Regions from separate parts of the Sus scrofa genome. Here regions 2, 3 and 4 are each linked to region 1. A link is a contact called in public Hi-C and promoter capture Hi-C data. All regions are on one chromosome and are shown on one strand. The core of a region is the stretch at or near the end of the contact, and the rest is flanking DNA. Distances in the headings are between cores, read along the strand shown. Region 1 has its middle 360 kb from the start of ID2. Region 2 overlaps KIDINS220 (kinase D-interacting substrate of 220 kDa). Region 3 has its middle 670 kb from the start of RNF144A. Region 4 holds the start of ID2 (inhibitor of DNA binding 2, HLH protein).

Region 1 (2,700 bases), core at 24-2,523:
AGACCAGCAGCTGCAGCTCCGAGTCAATCCCTAGTCTGGGAACTTCCATATGTCAAGGGTGTGGCCCTAAAAAAGCAAAAAAAATAAAAATAAAAATTAAAAATTTTAAATTTAAAAACTTAGAACATATATATATATGTATATGTTCTCTTTTAATATATATGTTTATGGCTGGGTCACTTTGCTTTACAGCGGAAATCGAAGGAACATTGGAAAGCAACAATACTTTAATAAAACATTGTTTAAAAAGATGAGAATGAGTCAGAAGAATGATATACGTTTAAAACATGGGGTATCAAATTTGATTTGCAGGAAGAGTCAGAAAATTCTGCTTCCCTTTCCCCAAAACCCAGCCCGTCAGGAGTAAACATTCTGTGTCCCAGAAAACTATCTTGTAAATAGCAATTGTGTAGGACTGATTAACAAGCTTGATGTGTATTTCTGTACGCATGAAGCAAGACTCCATCAAGTAAGAAGCATTCAATATCTCGGTGGGGAGAAAAGGCAAAGAATAATAACTTTTCTTTCCTCTGAGTCGAGGAGCTAATTTCCATGCTGGACAATTTTTTAATAACATCAGATGCACCTTGGGGGTTTGGGAAGTTCTCCCGCAGTTCTGGACTCTCTTAAGTTCTCATTTTCCTTTGAGCTCAGATGAGTCTTTTATCTGTTGTACCCTTAATACTCCCGCTCATCTTGATGTAGAAAAGCTTCATAATGTGAAAGGGAGACGTTTAACAAGACACGAAGCTGATCGTTTTCACAATCAGAACATCTAATTGAGCTATAGTATTCCAAACCACGCTTGTGTGCAGGGAGATAATTTTTCCTTCATTTCCTATTTGATCAAAAAATTAACCTTCATTTAAAACACGGTGGCCTGAAACACTTTTATAGCTACGTTCTCTCTGCCGTTCCCGAGAATTTGAATTTTAAATTTGCCATCCCGGTCTCAAAAAATGAAACACACTGCGGATGCTTCTAGGACCAGGTGTTTATGATCAAAAACAGACATCAGAATGTGACCCATGTCCAAGGCATGCATCTGCCAGCCAGGGGAACTTCTTATTTTCTTCCAAGCGTTGGTGAAGGAACGAGGCTCTGACTTTACATAGTAATCTTTTTGTCTGAAAACCCAAGAGCCCCACAGATAGTCCATTTAACTATCCAAACATTGAGAACATGTATTAAGTATCTCTCTGCATGGACAGCTCAGCTTGGCCGGACACAAGGCAGACTGGGATCCTGTGATGGTGACGCAGACTTGGCCACAGGACAAGGGCAGTTAGGTAATTCACTTGACAAACAGTGCTCGGCACTCACCACGCATGACACATATGTAACCAGAGTGAGCCCCAGTTCATCTGGGGTCACCTTGCTCGGGAACAGCCTGGGAAAATAATGCAAACTTTGGTCTCACACATTGCTGGTATGTCTCCCAATTAATTCAGCCCCTCTCCAAAATACTGCTCACGAGTCTGTGAGGGAGTAAGTGAAAGCAGAGGACCCGCTCTCATAGCTGACTATCTGTTATGGGCCGAACCATGTCCCCAAAATGAGAGGCATTTAAACCCCAACCCCTGGCACCTGTAAATGTGACCTTCCTTGGAAATAGGGTTTTTGCAGATGATTCAACTTGAAATGAGATCATCAGGGTGTACCCTGGTCCAAAAGGACAGATATCCTTTTAAGAAGAGGGAAGTTTGGACACAGACATACAGGGGAAATGCCAGAGATGACAGAGGTGACCATTGGAATGACGCTGCTATAAACCATAGATGTCACCCAGAGGCTGGTCGAGGCCAGACAGGACCTTCCGGCAGGTTCCAGAAGGATCGTGGCTCTGCCAGCACCTTGGTTTGAGACTTTGAGTCTGCAGAGCCATGAGAAAATATGTTTCTGCTGTTTGACGCCACCAGTTTGGGAGTCTTTGTAACTGCAGCCCCAGGAAACAACAGGCTGTCTCGGCCACATCTTTATAACCATGAACCCAGGGCTTGAATTCCCCAGAATACTCCTAGCCTGGTGCCGTCGTGCAGAACAGACTTTCACCTAAGGTTTGGGTATAAAAGAGGGAAACCACTGCACAGAAACAGAGATAATATCCCTTATGCCTGCGGACAGAGCTTACAACCAGCATGACCAGTGAAAACCCTGGCCGAAGTCCCAGGCTGTCACCTTGACTAAGTTGCCAGCTCCCTCCCCAGAGGGCTGCTCCCACTGCCTGCCACCATTCCCCGATGAAACTCCCATTTCTAGGATTTGCCTAGAAGCTCCTAATCATTCTATAGCAGAAAGACCTCCAGACATCAGGGAGGCCCTGTGGGATCTTTCTGTGCATAAGAGTGAAGACCCCATGGACTCAGCCTCCAGGTGCCAGACTCTCCCACCACCGTGATCCAGTCAAATAACCTAAAGCTTCTTCCCTGCGTTTTCCTAACCTGACAGAGAAGCCGGCGGTCCTCACCCGCAGAGACCCTGGGAAAGGGTTTACAAATCCGGCTGAAGAACCTGGGGCATTAGGATCACCTGTGAAGCTTGATAAAATGCAGATTCCTGGGTTCCGGCCCAGGCCTGGTGAATTGCAATTTCTGCAGAAGTTTAGGAACCTGCATTTTAAAAAGATCTTGGTAAATTAGAGCCACAGTGGCCACCAGCACCATCGGCAGCCAGCCTTGCAAATAACAGTGCTTTCCCCCC
Region 2 (2,888 bases), core at 72-2,571, 390 kb after region 1:
CCAGTCCAAGCGTGTCAGAGTGGTCAACCTGAGATGAGGAGTGAGAGACAGCCCTGAGGGGCGGTCAGCGAAAGCCAGTAACAAACCCTGCTAGACGCTGCGCCAGAGAAAGGGGAAAACCTTCACGTCAGATTTTCTGGAAGTCAAAATGGGCTCGGTCTGGGCTCAGGGAAACAGGCTCGCCACAGCTAAGCTACACCAGAAATAGGTTCAATATCCTGAAGTGAAGTGCAGAACTGAACCACTTCATGTGATTCTGTAATTATATTTATAAGGCAATATCTCCGTGAAGCACTAAGCAAAGGACCTGAGGCACGGGGGGGGGCTTTGAAATACATCCATGAAGTAGAGCATGGAGCCAGCACTTTGAGGCGAGAGAACTTAGCAAGGTGGGCTGTGGGTATTCGTCCCTGAGGGATTTTAACAAAACATGACAGCACGCACTGAACGATTCCCAGAGTCAGAAACGGAAAAGCTTTCGGGGCCAGTTAGCAGGTGGGTGGAAGGTGCCAGCAGAGACTGGGGCCTGTGGAGGACGGCGGCGCAAACGCACAGAATTCAACTGTGGCACCTGCGTGCACCGCGTTCTCTCACTTAAGTACTGCCTGACCCCCCACCGCTGCCTGAAGCCAGGATTGGGCCTAAAAGCTCTCCTGAGGGTCCTTCCCATTCGAACACTCTAAGGAGTAAAATGAGATGAATATAAGGCAACCAAAACAAACCAGAAACAAAAACCCAAGACACAAAAAGAGTGAGAAGAAAAGAACTCAGGTAAAAAATCCCGGGGGAGGGGGGAACCACAAAGAATTCAAAAAGAAAACAATTCTTTAAAAATAAAAGTTTTAATTTGCATTAAGGATAACAATATGCACTCTATAAATTCTCAGAAACAAAGCTGAAAAGGGCAAGCATCGATAACTATGACAATTTTGAAAATAACAATCTAAATTTTTTTTTTTTTTTTTGGCTGTGCCCAAGGCACGTGGAAGTTCTAGGGCCAGGGATTAAACCTAGGCCACAGCCACGACCCTCGCCACAGCAGTGACAATGCCGGATCTTTAACCCGCTGCGCCACCAAGGGAACTCCGTCAATCTAACTTTTCATTAGACAGTCTGACCAAGAAGGTGCTATAAGATAAGAAATGTCAGGTTATGGAGTTTGTTTACATGCTTTTTCTATACAATTTGGGCTTTTATCTAAAATTTCATAAACGGAACATTTTGTTAAAATGAATTCAAGTTTCACAACCACGCTTAGTGAGCAAACAGGCAAAGGTGAACAGATCAATCGTCTTCAATCGACCGGATAGCGGGGTTACTGACCGGTAGGTAGTATCTTCTTTGCCCCTTATGTTTGGTGAGGAAGCCAACTGTGAGAGGTGGCCACTGTCACGAGGAGTGGGCTATGGGTGGGGACTAAGGTCTAGAGCCCTGTTGCCTTGAAAGAAAATGAGGTAAGTGTAAAATATATTAAAATTCAAAAATGACAGTGGGCAATCAAGACGACCTTATTTCAGACAACTCCTTAATTTGAATAATATGGAGCATGTAGTGCTATATTCTTTTTTAAGGTAAAACTGTATTTACTCAAGTTCTAACATTGTTTGATATGCTGTTGTGTGTTTTGTTAAATCCTGGCGAAACTAAGATAGGGTCGTAATATACAGCCCCCGATGTAAATAACACCACGTGAAGCCTGGTGACCCCGGAAACGGAAGACCTAAGTGTATTCTTGGTCAACAAATGACCACCGGCCATCCTGCACCGACACTGTCAGAACAGTCTGTGCGTTTAAACGCAGTCCCTGCCTTTCCCGCACAATATTATTATAATTCACATTTTTGGCCAGTTTGGGTTGGTCCTCAGTCCAGTTAGGTCAAATCACTGCTATTTTTATTGGCTTTTAGAGTCATCCTACGAAGAGCCTGGAAATAACTGTTCTGCTTCCTTAACTAATACTTTTCTTCTTACAGATTTTGTATTTTATTTTATTTATTATTATTATTATTTTGTCCTTTTGCCTTTTCTAGAGCCACTCCTGTGGCATATGGAGGTTCCCAGGCTAGGGGTCTAATCGGAGCTGTAGCTGCCGGTCTACACCAGAGCCACAGCAACGCAGGATCCGAGCCACCTCTGTGACCCACACCACAGCTCACGGCAACGCTGGATCCCCAACCCACTGAGCGAAGCCAGGGATCGAACCTGCAACCTCATGGTTCCCAGTCAGATTCGTTAACCACTGAGCCATGACGGGAACGCCACAAATTCTTTTCTTAATGCAGGGCTGTAAGTGGAACTCCAGGGAAGAGCCCATCACGCCTCCAGCTAGGCCCGCTTCAGAGGTTTCTGCTCCAAGGGCTGGAAGCCCTTTTAGCCCTCTCGCCGCCCCCCCACCCTGCACAGACTTGCGTGTGGACCACGGCTGTGCTTTACTGAGAATTTTCTGTAAGGAGCTCTGGCCGAGTGGGTGGCCTCTAGCAATCATGTCAGCCTTTACCACCTGTTTCTTAAAGCGGTGAGAATATGCATTCTCTAATTGGTGAGGACTGTTGGAACAGCGGCGTAAAAGGAATGGACTTGGAAAACTAATATTTTTTACATACCTTATTTTAAACAGGATCCTCTGAAGATCTATCTAGCTCAAGGGCAGCATTTTCTTCCTAGGCATGAAAGGGTTTAAAATACGTAAGATTTCACATTCTCTTTCTAGTTCATCGGTCTCAACCAAGGATTCTCAACCTTTCCGAAGTGAAGAGCCATTGCAACATCATCCAAGCGCAGGCTCGTGGGTATCTATCAGTTTCTTTCTATGGTTCCATTTATTTGTGTAATTACGGCCTTTGCTTAAAATTCTGAGGTAGGGAAGGGGGTGCGGGGGGGGGGGCCTC
Region 3 (2,908 bases), core at 195-2,694, 330 kb before region 1:
AGATAGATTTTGGGGGGGTCCATTCTAGACTTAGGAAATCAGAATTTCCAGAGGCAGAACTCAGGAACCTATACTCTAACCAAGAGGGGGGCCCAAAAAAACTGAGCATGTCGCTCTCTGAATGACCTGCAAGAGCCAGAGGTCTGTGATTGCTGGGGGAGGGAAGGAGGGAGTGGGATGGACTGGAAGCTGGGGATCTGTAGATGCAAACTACTGCATTTAGAATGGATCAGCAAGGGGGTCCTACTGCACAGCACGGGAACTTTATCCAATCTCTTGGGTTAGATCATAATGGAAGACAGTATGAGACATAAATATATACACATGGGTCACTGTGCTGTAGAGCAGAAATTGGCACAACATTGTAAGTCAACTGTAATAAAAAATAGTAATCTTTTAAAAAGAGAGAGAGTTCTGTCTTGCAGGCGGGAGAATTAGGCTGGTTAAGATGTCAAGCATCAGAGATCTGAAAGACATTCTTTGCAGAAGGAACAGCAAGGCAAAGGCACCGTGAAAAGCCTTGGGGAGCATTTGGACAATAATCCAGTTGGCAAGGACACAGGCTATATGAAGAAGAACTGGAGACCATAAACTGAAGCCTGAATTTCTGTCTCCTGCCCTCGCTAAGGTAAGGAGCCTGCAAACCAGACTGCTAAATGAGAAGTCCACACGTCCCTTCATTTTTTGTTAAGCCTCTTATCTCATGAGGATAGTTAATCTCTTTTTGACTTACCTTGGTTTCTTAGCATGAATATGGTAAAAACAACTTAAGCTTTTTTCTTTTATTCAATGAAATCCATCTTACTTAAACCCTGGCCCCATCACATGTTAGCTCCTTGACCTTGTGCTAAGTCAGCTATAACACAGCTGGGAGCCTCAGTTCAGGCCTCAGCAAAGAGGCATAATATCTACTAATTGTCATGAGCGCGAAGCAGGCGGGCACAACGGAGTGTGGGCACCAAGCAGGCCATTCGTGAAGGGAAGACTTTTTAAGTGTGGTCGGGCTCCCAGGATGCTGGTTTGCTTATTCGTGACTTTTTCTTGGATTGAATAACTCACCCTTTGATTCTAATCTTCAGATTCAACTGTCTACCTGGCATATTTACGATCCCACTGAATTTCAACTCGTGCAGCTCTTTTAAGGCGCGTCAGCCTGGGACAACGCTGGGGCCCTGTGTTAGGATGGCCCAGTGCCAAGGCAAATGTTTAGACTTGGCTGAGGGCTTGGCGTTCACTGAGTGCTCAATGCTTTAAAGAATATGCAAACCTGGGAGCTTTGGGGGGAACAGAGGGGCTGGCTTCTCAGCGGGCATTACAGCCACACAGGTGCATGGCCTCCCATTGACAGGGGGCGAACGTTTGACCCCAGAGTCCTAAGCTGGTCCCCGGGAGCGCCTGGAGCAAGTGCAGCTTTGACTGCGCAGAGCCCTGTTTGACTTGGCGGAGGGCCCCGTGAACCTGGCGGTGGGCATGGCCCAGAGGAAAACAGCCTTGACATTGACTCTCGTCACCGCCATGCTCAGGGCCACCTGTGGGTTTCACAACCCACCTCTCCTTTCCCACAGCATCCTAGCCAGTTCGTTTGTGTTCCTGGAAAAAAAAAAAAAAAAAGACAGAGATCCCCTGGCTCTTTGCTCCAATGCTGAGTATCTGCTTGGGTCGCCGCCTTAAGGCACTCACCTGTGCACACCTCTGAGTGCAGGCTCTGGGCCAGCTGCTCCATCAGGAGCCTTTGTTATTTCTGGTCTCCCTCCTGTTTCCACGCATCTATAAATATACAAGTTCCACCGTGATGGGGAAGAAACGAACATTCATTAAGCACCTGCTTCAAGCCAGGTGCTTTCACACACAGAACCTTGTTTAATCCTCAGAGCAGCTCCGTGAGAAAGGAGTTAATATCTCTCTGTATTGGATAAAGACGGTCAGGTGACACATCGGAGGAGCCAAGATTTGGACCCGGCCTGCTGACTCCAAGTTCATGGTCTTTCCGTTTACTCTGCTGCCTCTTAACATGTTCTGGAAAGAGCAGCAGCCAGGACATGAGGCATGGATTCCAGCCCAGGTTCTCACATTGGCCGCCCGGAGACAAACTCCCCTACCTTCTCAAGGTCTCTGCCTCTCTCTCCTTAGGAAATGAGGGGCCTGGACAAGCTTCCACTTTTAACGTGTCTCCCAGCACAACACCAGAGACCAAATGAGGGGAGCGAGATCCACTGCCATCCTTCGTCAGTCCTGGCCAGAGGAAGCTCTGTGTCCACAGACAGCGGCGGTCTGGGTGGAATTCCACCCCAAAGCGGCCCCATGGGTAGGTGAGGACGAAGGCACGGATGGGTCCCGGTCTGTCCCACGACAGTCAGAGGGTCTCTAATAAAGGTGATTTGTGCAAGGGGAAGAGGCCACACACCAATGTGTGCGATAGTGGAGGCAGTGGCTCTTGGCCTGGGCAGACACTGAGGTATGCTCTGTGTGTATTGACCCATGTTGCCTTCCTGACACTGGGACAGAAAGGCAGCTATTTTCCACATCTTGGACATATGTGAGGAAACAAACCTCGGAACGCGTACACACAGCTTGTCCGGGAGGGGCTAGGGTTTGAACCCCATCAGTTACTCTTTTTCGTTTGCTTTTTTAATGGCTGCACCCATGGCATATGGAAGTTCCCAGGCCAGGAACTGAATCCTTGAACCCACTGTGCCAGGCCAGGGATCGCACCCACAGCTCTGCAGTGACCTAAGCAGTGGCAATCGGATTCCTAACCCACCGTGCCATGGTGTGAAGTCCCTCTCAGTGCCTTGTAACCGCTGCATGCAGCATCCCTTTGACAAAGGGGGATGGCTGGGACCCACTCTTCAAGGACCTTGCTCTGTATTTGGAACGAGGAATACAGCGGATGGTTACTGGTTGGCAG
Region 4 (2,700 bases), core at 24-2,523, 360 kb after region 1:
AGGATTTGAGCAAGTAACTCCAAGCTTTGTAGAAAATGTAGATGGCAGAATAAGTTCTTCAAGATTTAATAGGGGAAAAGAGGGAAGGAAACAACCTGAACCTGCCCCTAAGGCTAGTGCTGAAAAGAGTCCAAACTTGGTATATGACAGATTTAAAGAACAACAACAACAACAGCAACAAAACAACAACAACAATGTGAAGATATCCACCACTGGCTGGAGCCACCTACCTGTCACAAAGCTTTAAAAATACAGTAGGACTGGAATGTGACACCAGAAATCACGACTTGTGCATAATTAATCACCTTACTTTGCCACCTACACTGCAGAGGACAGACTGGCAGCCTCGGAAGGCAGTGTACGTAAATACAGCTTCCATACGCAAATTCTCCTAATGATTTCCGCTTCGTAGGATCATTATCATAGATAGCCCTTCCTCCTTCTAGAAAAGGAAGCCAGAAAGCGTCCTGCGCTCAGAGCTCCTCAGCGATCAGCACAGGTTCCAATAAGCACTCACTTCACCGAGTTTACAACAACGCCTCCTGCGTTGCTCCGAGTTGCACGATCCCACACTAAACCTGTCGTTGAATGCGCGCGTGGGTGATTTTGGTTTTGTTTTTTACAAAGCTTTTCCTTATCTTAAGAGACCCAACTCACACTACAGACGTCACTTGGCGACGGCAAACTTATGTGCGTTTTCACTTTCTTCAGAAATGCTTTCTATCTTGCTGACATTCCGTGGGGCGCAGGGGACCGTGGTGGCTTTCCCTCCGCTGCGCAGACCTGGCCTCGGTGGCTGTGGTTTTAGGGATGCTCAAAGCCCCGAGGTGTAGAAGGCTTCCTCGGGAGACACCTTAGGGAGAGAGTCCGGCCTCGCCGTTGGGATTAACAGGGGATTAAGATGCACATTGAGGTTCCTGGGGTCTCCCCCTCCCCCACCCTGTCCGCGACCCCCTCCTCTACCCCCACCCGCTTCTCTCCCCCCAGCCCTCCCCTTCCCCTGCGCTCCCCTCCGGCCCGGCGCTTACTGTACTCTATTTACCACCCCAGCTGGGCTCGCGCCGCGGGGATTGGCTGCGAACGCGGAAGGACCGAGCGCTCGCCCCGCGCCCGCGCCGGCCAATGGGGGTGCCCGCCCGGCCTGATGGACGCGCCGCCCTCCACCAATGGGGACGCAAGGCAGCCGGATCGTGTGGCCCCGGCGAGCGCTGATAAAAGCCGCCCGGCCGGGCTCCCTGCTTCGTTCTGAGCCGAGCCTGGTGCCGAGCGTAGGAAGCTCTGCAGGCGGCGGCGGCGGCGGCAGCGGCGGCGTCCTGAGCTCCGGGGCAGCCCGCTCCCTCCTCCCGGTCTCTTCTTTCCTGCGGTCAGCATGAAAGCCTTCAGTCCAGTGAGGTCCGTTAGGAAAAACAGCCTTTCGGACCACAGCCTGGGCATCTCCCGGAGCAAAACCCCGGTGGACGACCCGATGAGCCTGCTGTACAACATGAACGACTGCTACTCCAAGCTCAAGGAGCTGGTGCCCAGCATCCCTCAGAACAAGAAGGTGAGCAAGATGGAAATCCTGCAGCACGTCATCGACTACATCTTGGACCTGCAGATCGCCCTGGACTCGCACCCCACTATTGTCAGCCTGCACCACCAGCGACCCGGGCAGAGCCAGGCATCCAGGACGCCGCTGACCACCCTAAATACGGACATCAGCATCCTGTCCTTGCAGGTAAGACCTGCTCCTGGTGCCCCGCTCGCGGCCGCGCAGCCGGGCGATGCCTGGGCTGCCACTGGCCGACCCATTGTCGAGACCGCCGGCCGCAGTCGGTGACTCACAAATGAGCTAATTAACTTCATTGTTATTAGTTTTAGTTTTTTTTGTTTTTTTTTTTTGTTTTTTTTTACAAATCTGCTGTAGATTGAGTTATGCGGGAAATTGCTGATAGGTTAGTTCTGAGAGGTTAACGCATCAATCTTTGAGTCTGCAATTAGCGTAAACGTCTTTACTGGAACTTGCTGTTCTATGGGCTACTTGGAAAAAGAAAAAAAAAAGCTCTTTCTCCTGAAGTTGTCTAACGTCGAGCCTTTTATCCCCGTTCTCTCGTAGGCTTCTGAATTCCCTTCTGAGTTAATGTCAAGTGACAGCAAAGCGCTCTGTGGCTGAATAAATGGTGAGTGTTTGCTTGTGCCACCGGTCGGTGAACCGGCACTCGGGGTGTGTGCGCGCGCGCGCGCGTGTACTTGCGAATCTGTAAAATGTTGGGTTTGGTAGATGAATGTGTACTTGGTTGTATAACACGTAGTACATTGTTTACGTGTACTAGATGTGAAGAGGCATCTGGCTCCTGTTACTCAAATTCACGGAAGATTTTCCTTAAAAAAAAAAAAAAAAATGCCAGTAACTATGGAAGGTGGCAGAGGAAACTGTGTAACTGTGTCCCGGTTTTATGTGCCAGTATCATGCCTGGGCTGTTTTCTGCTCATGCTCTGGTACTACGAGGTACTAACCCCCGTGTAATTAATCTTATCACCGCAAATTCCATCGGGATCCTCCCTCCCTAAAACTCCAGCCCTCTGGGACCAGGCTAGCCAAGCATTGCTGCCCTGTGCCTCAGCCCCTGTGATGTGGGATTCCGACTTCCCAATCTGTTAACTAAAGGGCTGTTTTCAATCAAATAATTGTTACAAGAAGCAGACTGGCGCCTATGAGCC

Evidence for each region. Promoter capture Hi-C pulls out the DNA fragments that hold promoters and counts their contacts. A called contact is a pair of places that touch in the nucleus more often than the background predicts.
Region 2: a contact with region 1 is called in a Hi-C map of liver, with 7 times the contacts expected there. A contact is called at or near these places in 1 of 47 Hi-C or Micro-C datasets (liver) and 1 of 2 datasets of targeted methods (alveolar macrophages).
Region 3: a Hi-C map of liver shows a contact between it and region 1, with 3 times the contacts expected there. A contact is called at or near these places in 1 of 5 promoter capture datasets (liver) and 1 of 47 Hi-C or Micro-C datasets (liver).
Region 4: a contact with region 1 is called in a promoter capture Hi-C map of liver, with 11 times the contacts expected there. A contact is called at or near these places in 2 of 5 promoter capture datasets (both in liver), 5 of 47 Hi-C or Micro-C datasets (embryonic fibroblasts, heart right ventricle, liver and 1 more) and 2 of 2 datasets of targeted methods (alveolar macrophages and skeletal muscle).

What each region holds. Positions count from the first base shown.
Region 1 is chr3:127,863,889-127,866,588 of Sscrofa11.1, reverse strand. No RefSeq gene overlaps it. Among named protein-coding and RNA genes, the nearest start is that of ID2, 360 kb to the right of the region's middle.
Region 2 is chr3:127,475,689-127,478,576 of Sscrofa11.1, reverse strand. It overlaps KIDINS220 (kinase D-interacting substrate of 220 kDa), which reads right to left. Exons shown (of 30, transcript XM_021087893.1): 29 at 2,604-2,660; 30 at 831-1,438. The coding sequence ends at 2,610. Among named protein-coding and RNA genes, the nearest start is that of ID2, 26 kb to the left of the region's middle.
Region 3 is chr3:128,197,132-128,200,039 of Sscrofa11.1, reverse strand. No RefSeq gene overlaps it. Among named protein-coding and RNA genes, the nearest start is that of RNF144A, 670 kb to the left of the region's middle.
Region 4 is chr3:127,501,780-127,504,479 of Sscrofa11.1, reverse strand. ID2 (inhibitor of DNA binding 2, HLH protein) reads left to right here and starts at 1,273. Exons shown (of 3, transcript NM_001037965.1): 1 at 1,273-1,717; 2 at 2,096-2,159. The coding sequence starts at 1,370. The coding sequence ends at 2,152. It overlaps LOC106509912 (a long non-coding RNA gene), which reads right to left and starts at 971. Exons shown (of 3, transcript XR_002342872.1): 1 at 231-971.